Regions from separate parts of the Drosophila melanogaster genome. Here region 1 is linked to region 2. A link is a contact called in public Hi-C data. All regions are on one chromosome and are shown on one strand. Each heading gives the region's core, a stretch centred on a gene start, on an enhancer-like site or on the middle of the called end of the contact. The rest is flanking DNA. Distances are from core to core; before and after follow the strand shown. Region 1 holds the start of lncRNA:CR45564 (long non-coding RNA:CR45564). Region 2 holds the start of CG34347.

Region 1 (4,244 bases), core at 1,003-3,502, 380 kb after region 2:
TAGAATTCTAAGCATTTTTTCTTAGTTACAGAAAACGCTTGACCAGCAATTAAGAGTGATCTCTCATGATCATCTTTTAATGGATCTCCTGAACGTTGAGGACTTTGGAACTCATCGCAGATCGTAGGAGCGAAGGCCATTAATCATATTATAGGAATCCCACACAGTGCGTCTAACCCTTGGCCACAACGGAAAGTCAATGACCGACGTACCATCGCTCCCAGAATCTCCAGCATAACGCTCTCTGGACATTTTCGGCAACAGATCGGCTCATTATTAATCCTCAGCAGCGCAGAGACCTGGCCATCGTAGATGTGTACCTCGGGTATGGAATGCGCGAGCGTGAGAGAGACGGTCTGGCCACTGCCATTTCCATTCCCATACCCATTCCCAGCATTTCATAGGGTTAAAACCCACGAGCACTTTTGTCTGTCTTTCTTTTTGGGCGATCATCAGACAATAGAAAGCTAGACGAACCAGCAGGCGAACCAGAAGAAAAGGCAGGGCAGTCAGGAAGAACCACGCCGCAGAAGGGGCCTCCGGAATGGGACGACGTGCTCGGGGGGCTCGGGGGTCTGTCCGTTTTTCGGTCGTTGAACTGGGAGCGGAGGAGCGGAGCAGCGGAGAGGTGAGGAGCGGCGATCTTCGCTTTCGAGAGTCGTAACAGTAAACAGTAAAAACGCTTCAAATGCGTACGACTGGCGGTGGAGCAGCGAGTCTGGATTTTTGAGACCGACTTGGACGATGGGCTTTCTTCTTGGGCTGTTATGACGGCTGGTTGTTGTTGCCTTTAAGGCCGCAACCTGTTCAAGCACTGGAAAAAATAATCCAAGACAGGAAGATTTAAAATGTTCGAGAAAGTGCCAATCCAAAATGAGCCTATCTCACCAGTATAATGGTACCACCTCGATTAATATATTTTAATATTGGCTTGCATTTATGTTTTTTTTATTCCTTTTTTTCTGAGTGTATGCCTTTGGATCGGTGCCCTGAAACCTGAGACGCGTTTAGGACTTTGGCCCACAGCTACGCCCGCAACTTGATGGTTATTTACGAACCTGTTGCAGTTGCTGCAGGCAACCCGTTGGGGACTGAGTGCATATATAACCTGGTGGGTGGGGGGAGGTGTGTTGGGTGGCATGGCGGTTCCGACAAATGGGCACACGCCCAAAGCACCGAAAGCGTTGTCCGTTTGGCAGGCGGCGCACCTGACGCTTCGTCCAAAAGTGGAAAGTAAACTTTACATGGCCGGCCATTTACATGCGTCGCCTGGTCCCGCTTCTCCGCACCCTCCCCCCACGCACTTACACGTCGCTCCTCCCTTCGAAACCCCCTTACGCCCCCCCCCCCCCAAAATCCCCTTCCTTCGGTATCTTTCTCTTTATGTTGAAAGCGTCGCACATTTGTATTTTATTTATTTTTATGATACCCGTTGATTTGAAAGAAACCCTTTCTCCGTCGCTCTTTCGCCGTATCTCTCCGATTTCTCTCCTTTCCGCTGCATTCTTGTCTTGGGATTGCGTAAAGTTACCGTTAGCTGCTTGGATTTGATACGTGCGCCTGTGTGAGTATGTAAATGGAAGCGTGGGACATGTGGGCCATCACTAACCGCCAACCCAATGCGGTTAACTCACGGTTGGCCCGTGCACAGGAAGAAACAAGAGTGCAGTTCCTTGTAACTTTAACTAGATACAAGTATGAAAAGTGGGTTTGATACATTTTAAACACATTACAAGCGCTCATTTTGCAATATTGTAATATATTCGGAAATATTTTATTTTCCAGTGTGCATTGTGCGCTGATCAACGACGCCGCTGAAGTTGTTGGATTTTGGGCCAGCTGAAGAGGCACAGCATCCGCTAGAGTTCCTCATTTGACTTCTAGGTGCGCATCCGCCTTCGTCTAGTGGATTCGGATTTGGATTCGGCTTTTGGACCTCGACTTCATCAACTCGTTTTCCGACGTTGCGATTGCTGATGTACTGCCGTGCTTTTGATGCTGCTGCTGCCTCGGTGTTCTTCTCCTTGGCTGCTTCAGCGTCTGGTTTCCCACTCATTTGCTTAATTTCAATTTCGTTTCGTTTGCCATTTATGGCACAATGACCATGAACGGTTGTTAGACAGCTGTTGGCGGTGTTGGTGTCTAATATCATTTAATTTTTGCGCGGAGGATGTAACTGCTTATTCAAAATAGATACAGCGATAGTTGTACACCGAGCTGGGCGTCTACATACCCAAATATCCCCGTTGCAATGAGATCACCAGGGGCAGACAACGCCCTTTGCGATCGCTTTCCCCAAAAGCACTTGATCCACAGAGATCCAAAGAGCTTTTTCTCCTGAGTGACTCATTCGTAACCGCAGTACCTGCGGGGGATACAGTAAAACCCCCATAACTGAACGATACTAGTTAATAAAGACGCCATATGTGTTGGCCGAAAACTTTTATAAATATATTTATTTGTTCAAATGTATCCTTCTGATCAATCTCTCTGTCTGATAAAGTTGCGGATGATTAATTTTTTGTAGTACATACATGAAAATGTAGAGTACGTTCAAATAAATTTCCTTTAAGCTCAACTGGAAAAGATTTTTCGCAGTAGTTGTCAAGGTTTAAGTACAATAAATCTTACAAATCCACTAGTATGAAATACAATTATTTTTTTCTACTGTAGGGAAAAGCTTTTTGTGGCGAAGAAAGGACGGAAGAGCTCCGCCTCAGCCGACGCAATTGAGCCACGAGCTCAGCGCTTGACACATTGCATTTCATTAACCAATTAACATAATTAGTGTTCATCAATCAATTAATAATTCCGCTCAGTGCAGAGCGAACCGCTTGTTTCGAGAGCGGAGTCCGCAGGCATAAATCAAAAGTCGAAATACACTTGTTGCGCCCAAGAAAAAAAAACAACTTGGAAATCCCACCTCATAACAATAACAATCCCTGCTCCCCAAGTCTCCACTGAGCTGAGCTTTCCGCTTGGAGAGTTGGCTCTCAGGCTCTCTCCGAGCTATTGAGTTTCCTGGTATTGGTTAGAGCAGAGTGGGGCAGAGTCGAGCCCGAAACTCTCCAACGATCGCTCAGTTGGCGTTGGAGATCGAGAGCGAGTGAGAGAGGGCGGCCCTGCGCATGTGTGTTGCGATGTTGTGAGGAAAAGGGTTCTTGAACTTAAAAGGGGTCAAAACATAAAATGAAACTCGAAGTGCCTTGGCACATAGGCAAACCGAGCTCTCCTCTCTACTTTGCTCGGGTGTGCCCATGTGTTGGTGTCTCGGCATTTGTGTGCTCGCCTGTCTAGGCGCGTGTGTGTGCGGGTATCTGTGCGAGTGCCTGCTGCTCGTCATGCTGCCGCTGCTCTGCCGCTGCGCTGCCCTCGCTATTTCCTCCGTTCGCCTTGTCTCTCGTCTATTCCGTTTTCTATTTGATTTCTACCTGTTGTTGTTTTGGCTTAAAGCCTGCTCCCCTTTTACAGCGCCTGGCCCCCTTCGCCCCGTCGGTCCTCTCAGCCAGCTCGAAGGCACGCACTAGCCGCATGCCTACACTCGCCAAAAACATATTCGAATCCTAAATATATGTACAAGTATTTAGGATTAAATGAATTCGACACCTGCTATTATATGAAATACAGTGGAACTACGCTTACTAGGTGGGAAAGCTTGAATGTTAAATTATCAAATACTGAAGCAGGTGAAGTTCCTGTTAAGTAATTTGGTACGATGTGTATGCACTAAAAGGTTTGGATATATTCTATAGAAAAGTAGTCATCGAATAGTAATAGTAATCCTGAAGAAAACAAATTTCCCCTCTCTGTAAACATGCGTTAGGCTTAGCTGGAATTTGGGTTGCTCCTCCTTGGCGAGCATGAAACTTTTTCGTGTTTACCACTTTTCTCGTAAACAAGACGACTTGAGCTCATCGTGGCTATTTTTAGCTGGGGTGCGTAGGATCGCATCGAAACAGATCCGTTGACCCAAAATAAAGGCCCAAAAGACGTGGCGGGATGGGTCTTCGTTTTGGCCAGCGAACAGGAGTCGCTCTCATCGCCGTGAACCATTTGTGTAAACAATATTATTTATGACGCTACCCCATTCCGATCCGGATCCCTAGTCGAAGCCCCGCGAACCCCTCGCCCGGTCTTCTGTACTTATTGCTATTTACAATTCCATTCCTTAGGTTTCGTTTTACTTCGTTTCGTGCCTCCATTTGTCCGTAGGCTCCTTTCTCCCTCTTATTCTTTGCGGCTCT
Region 2 (4,241 bases), core at 705-3,204:
TTTAGCCTGAGAATGTGCATTAATGTCTGCAATGATCGAAAACTGGCACTTGAATGAAGTCAGCCAGTCAGTCACACACTCAGTAGTCACTCGCCCCGCGAAACTGAAAGTTTTAAGCCCGGCCTGACATACAATTATTAGTTTAATTCCCAGCCGACTTTCTCGCTGAGTCAACGACTCTGTTTGTATCTGCGACTCAGTCAACCCAGTCAGCTGTAATTGATCACGATGCGACAAATATTTATACAAGAAAACAGAGCCGCAGTATCGCTAAGCTGCACAAATAAACACGCAGAGCGGCAAACTCGTATTAAGCGATCAATAATCGTGGTAAATACGACACTGTGACGCCAGAGGGGCGATAAGGCCAGAATTATGAACGCACAATCCGCTGAGATTGGGAAGGCAACCCGATGGCAGAGACTGGTTTTTGGGCCTGGCTCGTTGCAGATAAACAATAGCAATAGAAGAGCTTAGACTTTGGGTAAGGGTCAAATGCCGGGGGCATTCCTCTGTGCAGGGGAAGGCGGCGGAAAAACCGCAGAGCAGGAGGATGTGCCTTCGCCTTCGCCTTCGAGTGGCCCCTGCGCAATGATGATGATGATGATGATGAGCATAGCAAATACAAATTATGGCTGAAGAGCGCTACGTAAATACTGCAATCATTTTAATAGACCAAAAACGGCGGCGCATAAACCATAAACCAAACGCCACAGAGCCACAAAGAGGAGGCATCTCCGGACCCTTGGACAAAAGTGGACAGCCGAAACTAACTTTTCTATGGGAAGTCGGAGTTAAAGGCGTTTTGCGATGCTGCAATGGTGCACTGTTGCACTGTTGCACTGTTGCAATGCAGCAATGTTGCAACAAGCTGGCACGCGAGCGGCGAAAATTGCTAGCGAGCCCATGATGCGGTTTCCCGGCACTTGCCCAAGTTAAGCAGGGAAATTAGCGTAGATAAATATTTCCGAGGAAATTCCACAGCTGATGACCACTGATCGATAGGCAGGGGGGTGTGTATTTTGTCGATTTCAGTTGCTGGAGGACAGCGAATTCCGATGCGTCTCGGCCACTTGCGGTTTGCAAATTGCTGGCGAGGAAGGAGTACTCTTCTGCGCGGATCGTCAGGCTTCTTTTCCCGGATCATCGACGTTCTATGGGGTGATTTCTGTCTGATAGACAGCTACAAGCGCACTTAAGGCCGCTTGATGAGGGGCGGCATGGGCATGTATCTTTAGCTATCACTCGGCGTGCAAGATACAAAGCAGATGCTGACTAACCCCAGTCGTAGTCCCAGCACCCCTCTCCGCAGTCTGAAGCATCTCCCCCCCCCCCCCCCAGAAGAACTCATCCAAATCCAACTGCCGCCCCTGTCAATTCCGTAGCATTTATTTTCGTCGCCGCCACTCGAGTCTTTTCCCCCAGAGTTTGTGCTCTCGCTGTGCGCATGCGCTCTCCAACTCTACACACATCTCGCGGTTTGTTTTGCTACAGTCATTCGTAAATATACTATAAATAGTAGTTACTGTAAGTGTATATATGTGCAAACAATATTGGTTAGGATACAGCAAGATAGGAATTAATATAATAAGATGTGCTGAGACATAAGGTAGTACATTTTAAAAATTATTTATTATTATTCACACATATTACAACATTAATTTACCTTCGTTTTTTATCTTTTACTTTATTTTCGTAAGTGTTTATCTGGAATCATTCCTGCAATACAAGTCTTAAGCCGTACTTAGCGCCACACCACGTGCTGGCGGCGCTCTCTGCGGCCATCTCTCCATGGCTCTCTCTTTGCCAGCCGGCATTCGAAACTCTCCAAAGTTGGCGCCAAAAGTGCCGCCTGCTCCACTCCGGAGTCGCAACACCATCCACACTCGCGGTCCACCCCAGAAACAGGTTCCACCCGGGGGCTCAGCCAGGCGGCTCCAAGTCGATGCTCGGCCAGTTGCTGTTGGACCGTCGCACGTAACGCACGCTGCAGCGGAACTACTGAGTTTTGGTTCGGATCGGAATTCGCATCGAGTTTGGGCTTCGGTTTCGGCTGCTGTCGGATTTATCGGTCGTTTTGGTCCGCTTGATCGGTTGGCCAACTGCAAACTCGGCGGCCTGCATTCGGCAGTTGTGATTGATGGACTGCAGTTGCTCCGCAAACTCTGACCTCTGACCCCGGACAATCATCAGGTTCTGTGACTTGAAGGGCACTTTTTACGAGGGTCTCGCTGACCGATACCAAAAAACGACCATCAACGGAGAATATATCAAATAAAAAGTCCAATTTCGGTTTCTTTTTGTTGCCGGGTTTTCGATTTAGCATTTCGCATTTCTCGAGCTTGTCGACGTCGTGTGCGCGGTCTTCATAAATTATACAAGAGCGCATTTTGCGAACGACTTGCAAATAAATAAGCATTTACGCTTTTATTATTGCCCGGCGTGTGTGTGTTCGTTGTTGGTGAGTGTGTGTGTTTTTGGAGCGGGAGCGGGAGCCGCAGTTCTTCGGAAAAAGCTCCCATGTGGCGCAAGCCGGAGGAATAAAATAAAACCGAACCGAGCGTTCCCCTACTTAAAATATCATCTTTGCATACAATCAACATCTAGCCATAAAAGTGTCTTCGTCCTATGAGCATTCCGGTATCCGCTCTGATTTGTGTGTGCTGATAAGCCAGTGATTGCCCCAAAACGCGCTCCTCGCAGACCCCATATAAAGATATCTCAAGCAGGTAAGCATGTGGTACGCCGCCCATAACTCATCACGCACATTGAACCAGCCGAAGTGCAATGACATCGCGTCGTCATTATGCAAATGTGTAAATAGCGAAATGAGCAGCGTGTGCCTGCATCCTGATGCGTCCTCATCTTAGTCATTATAATCATCGTATCGCTGCCCAGCTGTGGGGCTTCCAGCCGCAACGATCTGCATAATTGGAGCACAGCTAGCTGGGTGTCTCTAACTGGCTCTAATGAATAAATAAGTGCCACTAATAGTTTTCGCACTTCCTGTTCTCGGCCATCAAGTTGCACGCGTTCTCGGCAGCAGGAATTGAATCATCTGCCACATCTGCATCGTCTGCATCATCAGGCCGCAACAAGGCAGCGTCCTCCATGCTGACAATATTTAATTATGAAGCTGCGATGGCGATAACCTACCTGTCTGACTTCTTTTGCTATTTGTGCCTGACATGCAAGAGTTCTGTGGCGGGTATGCACTGAAAAAAATCTATACGCACCCAAACAAACAGTTTATTGCACATTAACGTATTGCATAAAATTCTTAACTTAGTTAGAGAGTTCATTGTTGGTTCGGGATTGTTGACAATGACAAATATCCACTCAAGTATTTTCTCCTGGTGTGGGCAAGTCAATTCCGCAATTGTGGTTCTTGCAACAGCAACATTAACTGCTGATGCTGCTGCTGCTGCTGCTTCTGTGTTGCGTTGTGTTGTCGTTGTCAACGTCATCATCGTTGGCATAATCATTTTCGCTGCTCTTTCCCACACAAATCGGCATGGAAATGTTTTCATTTGGCGCATTTACTTTTTCCAACTTTTGAGCGAGGCAAAATGAAATTCTTGCCACCGAATTGTCAGCAGTTGCCATGGCAAATGTTTGCGCAATTATTATTGCAAACTTCTTCCGATGCTTTGAAATGTCTTTTTTATTTTGGAGAGATTTTTTTTTATTAGTTCAGGATATGACTAGCTATGATTTGATGGCATGGTTATAAGCTACATACATACATAAGTGCAGCTGTGTCACACCGCGTGTTTCGCCGGCCGAATTTCGCATGGAAAAAAACATTTCCTGTCCAACAATGTTGTGCAACGGATGCCCCATCATAGTTTCCCCAGATAAACATCAGCCAGACAACCAGAACACTCGAATGACTTGCGCAAGTAGGCAGAGTGGGGAAAAAGTGAGCACAAAGTAAATACAATTTTTCACGAACGAATTTTCCCGACTTCCTCATTTGCTTATCAGGCTGGGGAAGATTCCCCCGCCGCCGCTTGATTTCACTCACGCAGACTCATCAACTTTTAATTAGCTGTAATTTGTAAATTCAACGTCAAACACCGACCACGCAGTCAGTCAGTCAGAAGATGTCGCCGCCGCCTTTGAAGTTGCCGCAAATGCGGATGGCGATGATGATGTTCGCCACACTAACAGATTGCTGATAAAAGCCACCCCCCCCTACCGACCAACATTTCTCCATCACAAATCGCCTGGTTAACCCT

Evidence for each region. Hi-C and Micro-C count contacts between places; a contact is called where the count stands out from the background.
Region 1: a Hi-C map of the Kc167 cell line shows a contact between it and region 2, with 1.9 times the contacts expected there. The contact joins the promoter of lncRNA:CR45564 here to the promoter of CG34347 in region 2.

The regions. Positions count from the first base shown.
Region 1 is chr3R:31,686,274-31,690,517 of dm6, forward strand. It overlaps lncRNA:CR45564 (long non-coding RNA:CR45564), which reads right to left and starts at 2,253. Exons shown (of 2, transcript NR_125309.1): 1 at 2,234-2,253; 2 at 1,705-2,176. It overlaps lncRNA:CR45565 (long non-coding RNA:CR45565), which reads right to left and starts at 3,605. Exons shown (of 1, transcript NR_125310.1): 1 at 2,855-3,605.
Region 2 is chr3R:31,309,203-31,313,443 of dm6, forward strand. It overlaps CG34347, which reads left to right and starts at 1,955. Exons shown (of 17, transcript NM_001382074.1): 1 at 1,955-2,729.